Linked DNA regions of Sus scrofa: all the other regions are linked to region 1. A link is a contact called in public Hi-C data. All regions are on one chromosome and are shown on one strand. The core of a region is the stretch at or near the end of the contact, and the rest is flanking DNA. Distances in the headings are between cores, read along the strand shown. Region 1 overlaps IFT81 (intraflagellar transport protein 81 homolog). Region 2 has its middle 56 kb from the start of ATP2A2. Region 3 overlaps P2RX7 (P2X purinoceptor 7).

Region 1 (4,292 bases), core at 886-3,385:
TTGGCCTGTCCAGAATTCATCCCCCTTCTAATAACTACATCCAGTTCTCTTCTGGGGAGTCACTCCTTCTCCGTTATCAACCCTCAACCCTTACCCCCACCCTTTCATCTGGAGGTGGTCACATGACCGAAACTGACCACTCAAAACACCACATCCCTCTGGCCAGTGATTGGCTCACGGGTGGGCACATAACTAGATCAGACCAATCAGGATCAGTGAGACTCAACTATATTTATTGGGAACGTCTGGAAAGAAAAGCTCCTTTTCCATTAGATTTGAAACTAATAGCTTAAAATATTTCAAGGAAAATGAGCCCTTTTGCTTAAAGGATGCCAGCGTGGCTTTGCTGCCCACCACATCACCAGTGCCTTTTCCATCTCCTTGCCTTAAGTTGAATGCCACTCTGGGTAACACTTCCCTGATGACATGGTAGCGGTGGAGCGCACCACTCAGAACTCCTTCAATAGAGTCTGCTTCGATAAGCCTGGCTGCCTGACAGCCTCACTCCCACTCCTCTGGGTCCACCAAGTTCATGCTGAGGTCATACCTCCCGGGCTGCTCGCAGCCAATGACAGAGCACAGTGGGAGTACTAGTGTAGCATCCCTGCTTCCCAACCTAGAATTCCTCTTATAGCTGACTGTGGCTGGGGAATCCCCTTCAGCATAGCCAAAACTCTTAGAACTGTGCCACTGTCCAAGGCTCTTCCTATCACATCCTTCCTTCCCCCTCTCCTTCCAAGGTATCAGACCAGCAGCACAGTCTGAACAGTCTCCTGCCTACCCCCACTCCCTTCCTCTTTATCCTCCAAAGGCATAAATAAGTAAATCCTAAGTAAATCTCTTGCAAGTGGATGCCCATCTTGGCATCTGCTTCTCGGAGGATCCGTACTAGCACAGTTGACTTCCATCTTGTGAAATGAGCTAATGAGGTCTTAGCCATCCAAACCTACAGGCATCTGTTGCCTAGGAAATGGGGTTTTACACTGTAATGGTTAGGCCCATGGGCTTTGGAATCAGAATGACCAGGGTATGAGCCCTACTTGCCAGTGGTATGATCTTAAGGAATTTTTATAACCTGCCCTGAGTCTCTACTTCCTCATCTATTGAAAAAGTGATGCTCAACCAGAAGTGATATTTGTCCCCCAGGGACATTTGGCAATGTCTAGAGACAGTTTTTGGTTGTCACAACTGAGGAACTAAAGGGAGAGGAGTTATTGCTATTGATGCCTAGCGGGTAGAGGCCAGGAATATTGCTAAATATCCCTCAGTACACAGAGCAGCCCCTCCCAACACACACACACACACACACACACACACACACACCCCAGAACAAAGAATGATCCAACCCAAAATGTCCATAGCACTGAGGTTGGAAAACCCCAGTTCAAAAAGCTGTTGTTAAGATCCAATAGGATCACTTGTACAATAGCTGTCATTTCTGCTCCCCTTCCTCCTTGTAAACTCCACACTGGCAAGGACTGGATAACTCTGAATTAATATTCAGTGTCACTAATGACTAGACCATAGAAGGTACTAAATAACTTATTATGAATTGAAATATTTATCAATAAGTGCAAATCAACAAATGGTAACTCTTATTATTATTATTATGACTGTTACCATCGTCATCATCACTGTCTTTCCAGACCCTGGCTCAGTGCACAGGACATAACTGGTCTTCAATATTTGTTGAATGAAGGAATGAATGAGAAATGAAGGGGTAGTTACTCATTAACCACTAATTTATGTGCCTTGGAGAAATATTGGAAACTCTTGGGAAACAGGCCCAGTCTTTCTTTTTTTTTTTTTTTTTTTTTTTTTTTTTGCTGAGAGGAATCTTGTTCGTCAAAGAAATGACTTGAGAGGATTGAGACCTCGGCCAAAGCCAGAGTCAGGAACCTGACTCAAAGTCATGTAGAGTTTAGGACACACATCTTGCTTGGCTTAGGCAAAAAAGGAAAACGGGCCAGGTTTTGTGCGAACTTGCTGTGAAACAAGAGCTGTTTTCAGGGCCCAGGAACACGCTCTGTCCCATGTTTAATTTCTTCCATCTGTCTGGTATCTGCCCTCCGCTGCCCTCTAAGCCATTGCCACACATTGTCTGCGCACACTCCCATATAAGGTGATCTCTCTCTCTCTTTCTCTTCCTCTCTTCCCCTCTCGCTCTCTTTCTCAGGGTTGGACTGCAGCAGCACTTCCTCCACCCTGCGCTCCCTCACTTGGCCTTCTCTGGCAGGCTCTGCTGTGAGGATGGATGGCTGGGGAGCGGGAAGGGGCAAGGGGCTGCCAAAGAATGTGGCAGGTTTATTTTTGTTCGAGCTGCATTCTTTGCCAGGTCTGCAGGCCCCGGCCACTTGGGGATGTCACATGCCGATAAGGCAGTGGGGGGTGACTGAGACCTGTGGCTCAAATCTGCAACACCCCAGGTGTGAGACGTCATCATGAATTGGTGGGGGGGGTTGGGAGCGAGGGAGACAGGGACTCTGAGGTCATGGGACTCGCCTCTTCCCACTGCCTTGTGCCTGATTCCCAGAAAGAAGTCTGATCCTTCAGAGATGCAATTGCAGGAATTGAAATCTGTAACCATTTAGGCCCATCTCTGGGTAAAACCCAACATCTGCGGCACAGTGGAAAAGAGCCAGGTGTCAGGGTGAAATTATTAGCTGCGTGACCTTGGGCAAATTGCCTGACCCCTCTGACTCTCAGTTTCCTTATCTGTCAAAACAGAATCACCAAATCTACTGGATACTATTCTAGTATCATAGTGTAACATAAACTCTGTGTGGCAGCGATCATTGTCTGTTTTGTTCGGTGTTGTTTCACCAGCACATAGCAGAAGCTCAAATGTGTTGAACAAATTAAATGAGATAATGCTTTTAAGTGCTCAGCACCCAATAAGTGATAACCGTTACTATCTACTCAATAACAACTAGTGTTTATTAAGCACGTATTAAGTGCCAAGCCCTGACAGGTGCTGGGGATATAGCAGTGAACAAGACAGACAAGGTCCCTGCCCTCAGAGAGCTTGTATTCTAATGGGGGCGATATGCAATAAAGTAAATTAAGTTCTGTGAATACTGAGTGCTATGGAAGATATTTAAAAAGGGCTGTGGGGAGTTCCCGTCATGGCGTAGTGGTTAACGAATCCGACTAGGAACCATGAGGTTGCGGGTTCCATCCCTGGCCTTGCTCAGTGGGTTAACGATCCGGCATTGCCATGAGCTGTGGTGTAGGTTGCAGACGTGGCTCTGATCCCGCGTTGCTGTGGCTCTGGCCTAGGCCGACAGCTACAGCTCCGATTCAACCCCTAGCCTGGGAACCTCCATATGCCGCGGGAGAGGCCCAAGAAATGGCAAAAAGACAAAAAAAAAAAAAAAAAAAAAGGGTTGTGGAAGAAGCGTGATTTTTAAACCTTTTGGCTGTGACTCACAGTAAGAAATATGTTTGTTGTGTGACCCAGTGAACACATATGCAGTTTATGCAGCTGAAATAAAACTTCCACAAAACAGTTGTGGTAGATTATCTGCAAACATGTCTGCCAACAATTTGGCAAACATCATTCCTGGTATGCACATGCCATTCCGCAGTCAAGAGGTAGAGTTAATGTTGCCTTTCCTTGAACATGAGAGGGCCTATGACTTGCTTTGACTAATATACTGCAATGGAGAATTTCCCTCATGGCTTAGCAGGTTAAGGATCTGGCATTGCAACTGCTGTGTCTCAGGTTGCTGCTGTGGTGTGGGTTCAATTCTTGGCTTGGGAACTTCCGCTTGCTGTGAGTGTCGGGGGGCGGGGGGGGGAAGAATGCAGGAGTTCCCATTGTGGCTTAGCTGTAAGGATCCCAACTAGTATCCATGAGGACTCAGGTCCGATTCCTGGCCTTGCTCAGTGGGTTAGAGGATTCAGCGTTGCCTTGAGCTATGGTGTAGGTTGCAGACACAGCTTGGATCTAGCATTGCTGTGGCTGTGGCATAAGCCAATGGCTACAGCTCCAATTCGACCTCTAGCCTGGAAGCTTCCATATGCCATGGGTGTGGCCCTAAAAAAAAAAAAAAAAAAAAGAATGCAATGGAAATGATACTGTGCTTGTTCTGGGCTTGAACTTTAAGAGGACTGCTGGCTTTCACTTTTATGCCCTTAATACCCAGCTGCCATGTAAGGAGGCTCAGGTTAGACCACTGAATGATGAGACCACAAGGAGAAAGAAAGAGTCCACATAAGGGAGAAATGGCAGCCAGCACTTAAGCCCCAGAAAGGAGGGAAACCGTCTTCAATGTTCCAGCCCCAGGCAA
Region 2 (4,292 bases), core at 467-2,966, 110 kb after region 1:
CAAGAAAAGCAAATTGGAAAAAAAAAAAAAAAGCCCTAAAAGTACAGAGTTATTTATAGTTTTTATGTAACATTGGACATTTAGTAATGCAACTTAATAGGCTTTGTACAGTGTCTTTCCACTCATTTCATGATTCGATTGGAACATTGCAAAGCTTTGACTAACTCTGACAGTTTTTGACAGGTGGCACTTACAGAAGAAGAGCTTATTACATTTTTCCTTCAGGATTGATACTCTAGCTGGCTAATTGATGAGAGTACTTAATTGTTTTGGAAAATAATCTGTCTTGCACATAATGGCCCAAGTAAAGGAGAAAATGTAGCCTGTGAAATATGCTTCTGTGTTCACAGATTTTCTCCTCCTAGGATCCAGTGTTGCCAACTGTTGCATGAGACTGACTTAAACTGTAAATTTCAAAAGGCCACTGCTTATCTTACTTTCTGTATTAGTTAAGGACATAATCCAACTTTAAAGGTTATCCTTTGAGAAGAATCTTATAATACAAGATAATGTCTTTTCGGTTATAAATCTATTAACAACTCAGTCCAACATCATGTATTTTCCAGGTCCAGAAAATGTAGCAGAATGCTCTTAGAACATTGTTTAAAGACCTGTGGAAATTAAACCAGATCTCAGGAAATTATAGAATATTTAACTTTCTTCTTTAGATTAATACTTTGTATCATTTTGCTTTAATGCAGCAGTGAACAATAATAAAAGAAGCCATTTCATTAAACTATCAAATAATTAGTTTATGTAACATACAGTTTTTTTGGAAAATTTTAAGCTCTGCATTTTCCAAGTGAAATTCTAAAGCTTTTATGCAACACGATACAGAGCACTTTTTGGTAATTTGAATAAGAGACTGAATATGTTGCTCAAACTAAAAATATATAAATTTGCAGAATTCTGAATTGAATTTGAAACTATGCACAAATGAATAGCTTGCCAGAGCTACCTTTGTACTGAAATAAAATTTGTATTGAAAAATGGCTTCATATGGATGTGTGTGTCTTATAGAAACTTCCTTGTCTTACACAGGCCTTCTCCCAACGTTAGTGACTAATGAGTGTGAATCAAAGACTTGTTTCTACAAAAGGTTCTAGGTGCTTACATCATTCCTTTTGAGTGGCATGGAGTGTTTGGCCCTAGGGGGTGGGTAAGTTAACCCCCCAATAATTAACTTTCCTTAAACTGGGTTGTTATTGATAACGTCTCCAATGTTGTAGTAAAGGTGAGATCTAGATTGTGCATATAATGAATCCTGTTTTAAACAATCCATGGCAGCCAGGAAGAGAAATAAAGTTAAAGTTGCCCTTTTATTAAATATGTGATTATTTCTCTCCTCAGGAGAAGCTACTGGCTTAGCTCCTCCTCTCTTTCCTTTTAATGAGAGCAGTTTAATTACAGCTGTTTGATGTCCAGCAACCAGCCATGAGGTGAATGTTTTGTCTGAGGAGAAAAGAGAGGGATCCTTTAAAGTCATCTATATATTGTCTTTGACCCTTCTGCCTTAAGGCAGTCTTTAAAAAAGAAAGTTATTTGTAACTGTTGTGCAGTCTCATCCTGTCCTTGCAAAAGGAATCAAAAACTAAAACACAAAATCCAAACAAACATTTTTTTAAAGATGGACAAAATATGCTTTCTGCTCCCATGCTCCCTCTTTTGGCAAACTGTAAGTACTTTCTCAGCAAACACTGATAATTTCAGTTTCCTTTCTAGAATTGCTGAGAGACTTGAGTCACGGAACTTGGTTTACTGCTATGGAAATTCACTATTCAGAACACAGAGGAGACTAAAGATCTCTGTTTTTCAGTGAAAGTCTTTGTTTCTGCCTCACTTCAGAGTGTTAACTAATGGCAGGTTCCTGGCAAGACTGCTGCTTTAGCACTGCCCATGATAACCTGGTAAAGTCATAGAATTTTGGAGTTTGAAAGGAACCTCAGAATGATTCGTGTAATCATTCATTAGATCTGTTGGAACCTTTGAGGGATCTCTTTCAACCTCTACACAGTCAGAAATCAATACAGTAGTGCCTGTAGCAACTTGCTTTCCAGCCTCAGTAGATAACCGCAGTGCAGCTCACTCCTCACGAGGGAGCCTGTTCCACTGTTAAAGACACAGCTTGATTAGTTTGTTGGTTCTAAAAGTGAAGCAGATTTACAGAGGACGGGAAAATTTTTTTAAATAGCAGTTAGGCAAAGCAAGATTGAACAAATTTTACTCCCTGAAGCTCTGTAGTCATTATAATCATGATGATGGTGAAGATGATGATGCTGGCAGCTAACTCATTATTGAACACCTAGTATGTATGAGACACTGTCCTAAGTGCTTTATGTATAGGAACCAATGTGACTCTCAAAATAACCCTATGAAGTGTAGATACTCTTATCCCCACTTTATAGATGAGGAAACTGAGGCACAGAAAAGCTTCCACAGTATTACACAGCTAATAACCATGGCAGAGCCAGAGTCTAAGACTTTAACTGCCATGTTGTCCTGCAATATGACCCATGAATATACTGGCTGTGTATATCCAGACAGGTTGATGTCCATTTATGAACTATAATATGTGTGAAATTATATTTAATGCTTCTTACAATTCTTTTTTTTAAAATGTGTTTCCTTACTGTACCTGAAGAACAAACTTAACTGCTTTTCTAAATGATTAGAAATAAACTCTACTGGAGTTCCTACTGTAAATCAGTGAGTTAAAAACCCGACTAGTATCCATGAGGATTCGGGTTCAATTTCTGGCTTCGCTCAGCAGGTTAAAGGATCTGGCATTGCCACGAGCTGTGTTGTAGGTCACAGATGCAGCTCAGATCCCACATTGCTGTGGCTGTGGTGTAGGCCAGCAACTGCAGCTCCAATTCAACCTCTAGCCTGGAAACCTCCATATGCTGCAGGAGTGGCCCTAAAAAGAAAAAGGAAAAAAAATTCTACCAATTATATGAGAGAAATATAGTAAAAATGATCATCAAGTAAATGCATCAAAGAAATGAGTAATAGGAGCTCCCTGGTAGCCTAGCAGTCAAGGATTCAACGTTGTCACTCCTGTGGTTCTGGTTACTACTATGGCATGGGTTCGATCTCTGACCTGGTGGGAAACTTCCACATGCTGCAAGTGCAGCCAAAAATAAAATTGGAGGAGCTCCCACTGTGGTGAGCAGGTTAAGGATCTGGCATTGTCTTTTCAGCAGCCTGGGTTCAATCCTTGGACAGGCACAGTGAGTTACGGATCCAGCATTGCTGCAGCTGTGGCATAGATCGCAGCTGCAGCTTGAATTCAATCCCTGGCCCAGAAACCCATATGTCACGGGTGCAGTCAAAAAAGAAAAATTAAAAAAGGAGTAATAGTTTTAGATACAGTGCAAATGGAAGCTTTGTAGATTGCAATTTAAAATTTTATCTGTGAAAGTCTTTAAATCATGTATGTCTCCTGTTGCTGGATATTTAGATTGATTCCAGTTTTTTACTTTATGAACAGCTCTGCAATGAAACTTAGAGATTTAAATTCAAGGGAGTTCCCATTGTAGCTCAGCAGTAATAAACCTGACTATTATCCTTGAGGATGCAGGTTCGATCCCTGGCCCTGTTCAGTGGGTTGAGGGTCCGGCATTGCTGTGAGCTGCGGTGTAGGTCACAGACAAGACTCAAATCCTTCATTGCTATGGTTGTAGCATAGTCTGGCAGCTGCAGCTCCAACTCGACCCCTAGCCGAGGAACTTCCCATACATGCGGCCCTAAAATAAATAAATAGATTGATTGATAGATAAATAAAAAGATTGAAATACATTACAGTGAAATTTTGCTTTTTTTTTCTTTTTGGCCATTCCCAAGGCATGCGGAAGTTCCTGGGCCAGAGATTGAACCCAAACTACAGCAGCAACCTGATCTGAAATAGTGACAATGCCAAATCCTTAAGCTGCTGTACCAGGTTATAGTACTAAATAGTTTTATGGACATTTCTTGCCTTCCTCTATGAAAATGCCAAGGCTAAACCAAAAAAAATAGCAAGGTATTACTTGATTAGGAGTTCCTTGGTGATTCAGTGGGTTAAGGATCTGATATAGTCACTGCTATGGCTCTAGTCACTGCTGTGGCATGGGTTCAATCCCTGGCCTAAGAACTTCGACATGCCATGACTATAGCCAAAAAGAAAAAGATATTACTTGATTAATTGGAGAATGAAATAAGTTCACCCATTTATTTGTATGCGAATATTTATTTTCCGTGTCTCCGACACTGTGCTAAGCGCTAAAATAGAAATGAACATGACCTGGTTTTTG
Region 3 (4,292 bases), core at 1,073-3,572, 75 kb before region 1:
CATATGCTGAAGGTGCAGCGAAAGAAAGAGAGAGAAGGGGAGGGAAGAAGGGAAGGAAGGAAGAAAGGAAGGGAGGGAGGAAAGAAGGGAGGTAGGGAGAGAAACAGAGGAGAAGGCCATGCAAAGACGGAGGCAGAGACCAGAGGGAGGCAGCCACAAGTTAAGGAGCACCTAGAGCCTAGAAGCTGGAGGAGTCAAGGTGGGATCCTTCCTTAGAGCTTTCTGAGGGAGTGTGTCCCTGTGGACACCTTGATTTTGGACTTCTGGCCTCCAGACCCATGAGAGAGAAATGTGTGTTGTTTAAAGCCACCATATTTATGGTTATTTGTTTCAGCAACCATGGGAAGCAAATCCACACACAGACCCTTTCTGAACCAGAGAAGCTCATCTGACTTCTATTCCATGTAAGTCTTCCCCTTTTTTCATATGGTAAATAAACTGAACCATTGAATAAGGACCTTTTGCCACAGATCTCTTGGTAAAGAACAAAATTCTGCAACGTGATCAATCCCTTCAACTTCCTATGAGTTAGAAAGTCATATTTTCTCTCATGTACCTCATATAACCTCTAATCTCCTTTTTTGTGTGGCTCTTTGAAAATAACTTGTCAGTTACCCATCCGAGCTCAACAATTTATTTTTGGCTTGAGATTTCTTCTGGTGCTTATTCCAGACAACAAATGCTCTAACACTTTGTTCTAAAAGAATATTAACATCACAACCCGTTCTTCAAAAAGCTCAGATCTCTCCAGGAGCTAACATTCTTGGGCTTAGCTCAGCGACTTGAAGGACGTTTGCTAACATCTGATTGGTACATTGCCCTGCGTGTGTCTGCTGATGGCTGGAAAAACAGCCTGTGGGGGCAGTTAGGGGACCGCCGATCAAGGCCTCTCTGCTTGCTAATGGCCATGAGCCTATTCAGTAGACCAGCAGGGAATGATCAAAACATTGCCTAAATTAGGAGCTGGTTTCAGGGCCTTGGATGAAACTCCATGGACCCAGAGAAAGCAAAAAGCCTCTTGTGTCTGGATCTCAGCTGGCCTTTAGTCAAGGGTCTCAGACTCAAATGCCTGTAGGAGCCAGGCAGTCCACAGAAATGAGAGATGCAGCCAGGTAGAAGGCAATACGGAATGGTGAGGACCATGGCAAACCAAAAGCTGAATGCCCTTTCTAAAGGGAACCACTGCAGTTCCAACTGAGGTGCAACTGTATCTGTGGCATCTCTAGAATGCTGGGAAGCAAGTTCAATCCCCAGCCTGGAACAGTGGGTTAAAGGGTACGGTGTTGCAGCAGCTGTGGTGTAGATCGCAACTGTGCCTTGGATCTGATCCCTGGCCCAGGAACTTCATATGCTGCAGGGCAGCATAAATGAATGAATGAATGAATAAATAAATAATAAATAAAATCCTGATACTCAGCTCTAGCTGAGTGCTGCCATGTGGCATATGAACCCAGAGATTATCTGATGGTTTAATTTTTCAAAAAAAAAAAAAAAAGTAGGAACTCCAGATTTTTATGTAGAATGTCTCAACTTCAAAACATTGTGCAGGCCAAAAATGAAAACAAAAAGCTGTTAAAGGCTGTTTGCCAATTAATGATGCTGCTTTTGAATAAAATATAACTCAATCCATTTGCTTGAGCAGACCCCTCTAGAAGTCAGTAAGAGTGCTAACAGAATGGTTAGGAAGAAGTGAATGTATGTGTTTGGGTGTGTGTATGAGTGTGTGCGTGTACGTGTGTACTTTGACCTGTATTCACATGAACAGACACATTTTTATTCATTCTCCCAGGTAGCAAGCAACCTGGTGGCGGAAACAAAATATAATCAGATGAAACATCTAAGAAGAAAGTATGTTTGGGCTGCTAGATAATAGAGTGCTAGACCAGTGCTTCTCAAATGTTTATGCACACATGAATCTCCTGGGAATCTTAAAATGCAGATTTTGATTCGGTAAATTGAGAGTGGGGGCTGAGATTTTATATCACAACAAGCTCCCACTGAGGCCCGTGGGTCTGGTTCCAGGACCATGTCTAGATGCATGGTTCTCAAACTTGAGTTTGCAACTGAATAACCTAGAAGGCTTAGGAAGACAATCCCCAGAGTGTCTGATTCAGTAGGTCTGGGGTAGAGCCTGAGAATTGCATTTTTAAGAAGATCCCACCTGATGCTGAAGCAGGGATCAGCACTCTGGTCTAGACTATTAGGACCGAAGGTATTCAGAGAAGCGAGTATCTTTGTGAGTTGATTCCCTACTGTGGGCTCCTGTGTGCAGTGTCTCTTCTTAACTAGGAGAGTTCAATCCTCAGGAAAGTACGGGCTGCCTGCAGGGCTCCTCCCCTGTGCTAGGAGAAGCCTTCTCTGCTTGCATCTCCCCCGACCCCCATCACACCATCTTGTTTGATTTCCTTAGAAGCATTTATTATCATCTAAAATGGTCTTGTCAGATTTATCTGTTTGTTCTATCGAGGTATAATCAGCATATAATAAAATGCGTAAGTCCTAAGGGTTCAGTTCAGTGAGTTTTGACAAATAAATACCCTGTGTAACCTACATCTCTATCAAGATTTAGAGCATTCCATTCCCCAGAAAATTCTCTTGTACTCCCTCCCAAATCAGTTCCTACGTTTTCTTCCCACCCCCACACCCCAGCCCAGCAACCATTGTTCTGTCTTTTATCATCACAGATAAGTTTTGCCTGTTCTTGGACTTCATATAAATGGCATCAGAGAATGTACTCATTCGGGTCTGGCTTCTTTCACTCAACATAATGTCTGTGGGATTCATTTATGTTGTTGCGTGTATCGGTAGTTTCTTCCATTTTTATTTATATTAGGTAGTGTTTTATTATATAAATATAAAAAATTATTTCTCCATTTACCTGTTATTGCACGTTTGATTGCCTCTAGGTTTTGGCTCTTATGAGTAAGGTTGCTGTGAACTTTCATGTGCAAATTTTTGTGTGGATACATGTTTCCTTTTTCTTTGATAAATACCTAAGAGTGGAATTTCTGGATTATAGGGTAGATGTCTGTTTAACGTTATAAGAAACTTCCCAACAGTTCTATGATGTGGCTGTACCATTTTACACTCCCACTAGGAAAGGAGGAGAATTCCAGTTGCTCCTCCTCCTTGCCAACATTTGAAATTTCCAGTCTTTTTATTTAGTCATGCTGGTGGGCATGTAGTTATATCTCATTGTGGCTTAAATTTGCATTTCCCTGGTGACTAATGATGTTGACTTGTTGAAGTTTTTAATTTGCTTATATTTTGTGTTACATGATACCTATATTCATGTTCTGTTAGAATGTATGCTAAGTAGCAACTTGTCTATTTTGTTTACCAATGTATATCCATTGGGTCAACAAATATTTTTTCTTCCATATATTAATGAATGAAGAACATCAGTATCAATTTCCTACCAGCTTCATAGACAAATTGTGTAACCATTATTTTAGGGGTACACTCAACAACTCTCTCTGAAAGGGGACCCGCAAAAGCCTACTTCGTGTCTGGAAAGAGAGCACAAAATGACCAGCCATAACCACAGTCACAGAATCCTGTCTGGCTCCCACAGGCAGGGATAGGATGTGGAGACTGTGTGATAAGCCTTAAACTGAGAGGCCAAGTTACTGCTGGTCTAGTGTTGTAGGGTCAGTCGGAAAAAATTATTCAAACATAGGAGATAATCTGGAAACTAAGTTCAGGGCACCGGATCACCAATAGGAAAAAGTCAGGAACAGAGGATTGAACTATGTAGAGTGTCAAAGTAAGAATAGATCAGCACAAAACCAGCACTAGCCAGCTCAAGAGGGAAAATAATCAGAATTCACAGGGTTCACAGGTCCAGAAGCCAGAAGCATACATGAACTTTAAAAGAAAGATAAGACTGCAGTGAGGAAGTAGTGAGACCCATGGTGTCAGAAGTCTTTAAGCTGTTCTTACCAAGAGGACTTCCAATCAAGATGGCAGGCTGAGGAGTTCCCGTGGTGGCTCATCGGTAACAAACCCAACTAGTATCCATAAGGATGCAGGTTTGATCCCTGCCCTGGGTCAGTGGGTTAAGGATCTGGCATTGTCACAAGTGGCAGCATACGTTGCAGATGAAGCTTGGATATGGCGTTGCTGTTGCTGTGGTGTAGGCCAGCAGTTGCAGCTCTGACGCGACCCCCTAGCCTGGGAACTTCCATATATTCCAGGTGAAATTGTTAAAAAAAAAAAAAAAAAAAAAAAGGCTAGGTGCTTGAGATGAGTGGGGAGTAAAGCCATGCAACCCCTGGGAGGACCAGACCAGA

Evidence for each region. Hi-C and Micro-C count contacts between places; a contact is called where the count stands out from the background.
Region 2: a Hi-C map of subcutaneous adipose tissue shows a contact between it and region 1, with 3 times the contacts expected there. The contact joins two enhancer-like sites. A contact is called at or near these places in 1 of 5 promoter capture datasets (liver), 17 of 47 Hi-C or Micro-C datasets (alveolar macrophages, blood, embryonic fibroblasts and 7 more) and 2 of 2 datasets of contacts at active chromatin or transcription factors (alveolar macrophages and skeletal muscle).
Region 3: a Hi-C map of fetal heart ventricle shows a contact between it and region 1, with 4 times the contacts expected there. The contact joins two enhancer-like sites. A contact is called at or near these places in 2 of 47 Hi-C or Micro-C datasets (embryonic fibroblasts and fetal heart ventricle).

The regions. Positions count from the first base shown.
Region 1 is chr14:31,506,271-31,510,562 of Sscrofa11.1, forward strand. The region is part of intron 2 of IFT81 (intraflagellar transport protein 81 homolog); the gene reads left to right. Among named protein-coding and RNA genes, the nearest start is that of P2RX7, 32 kb to the left of the region's middle. Within about 2 kb of position 2,136, at least 33 of the 83 cell types and tissues checked have an H3K27ac peak or open chromatin away from gene starts, as enhancers often do. A contact at or near this core is called in alveolar macrophages, retroperitoneal adipose tissue and subcutaneous adipose tissue, where this site is marked.
Region 2 is chr14:31,617,500-31,621,791 of Sscrofa11.1, forward strand. No RefSeq gene overlaps it. Among named protein-coding and RNA genes, the nearest start is that of ATP2A2, 56 kb to the right of the region's middle. Within about 2 kb of position 1,717, at least 27 of the 83 cell types and tissues checked have an H3K27ac peak or open chromatin away from gene starts, as enhancers often do. A contact at or near this core is called in alveolar macrophages, retroperitoneal adipose tissue and subcutaneous adipose tissue, where this site is marked.
Region 3 is chr14:31,430,664-31,434,955 of Sscrofa11.1, forward strand. All of the region lies in intron 8 of P2RX7 (P2X purinoceptor 7), which reads right to left. IFT81 (intraflagellar transport protein 81 homolog) reads left to right here. Exons shown (of 20, transcript XM_021073043.1): 2 at 335-404. Among named protein-coding and RNA genes, the nearest start is that of IFT81, 7.3 kb to the left of the region's middle. Within about 2 kb of position 2,323, at least 2 of the 83 cell types and tissues checked have an H3K27ac peak or open chromatin away from gene starts, as enhancers often do.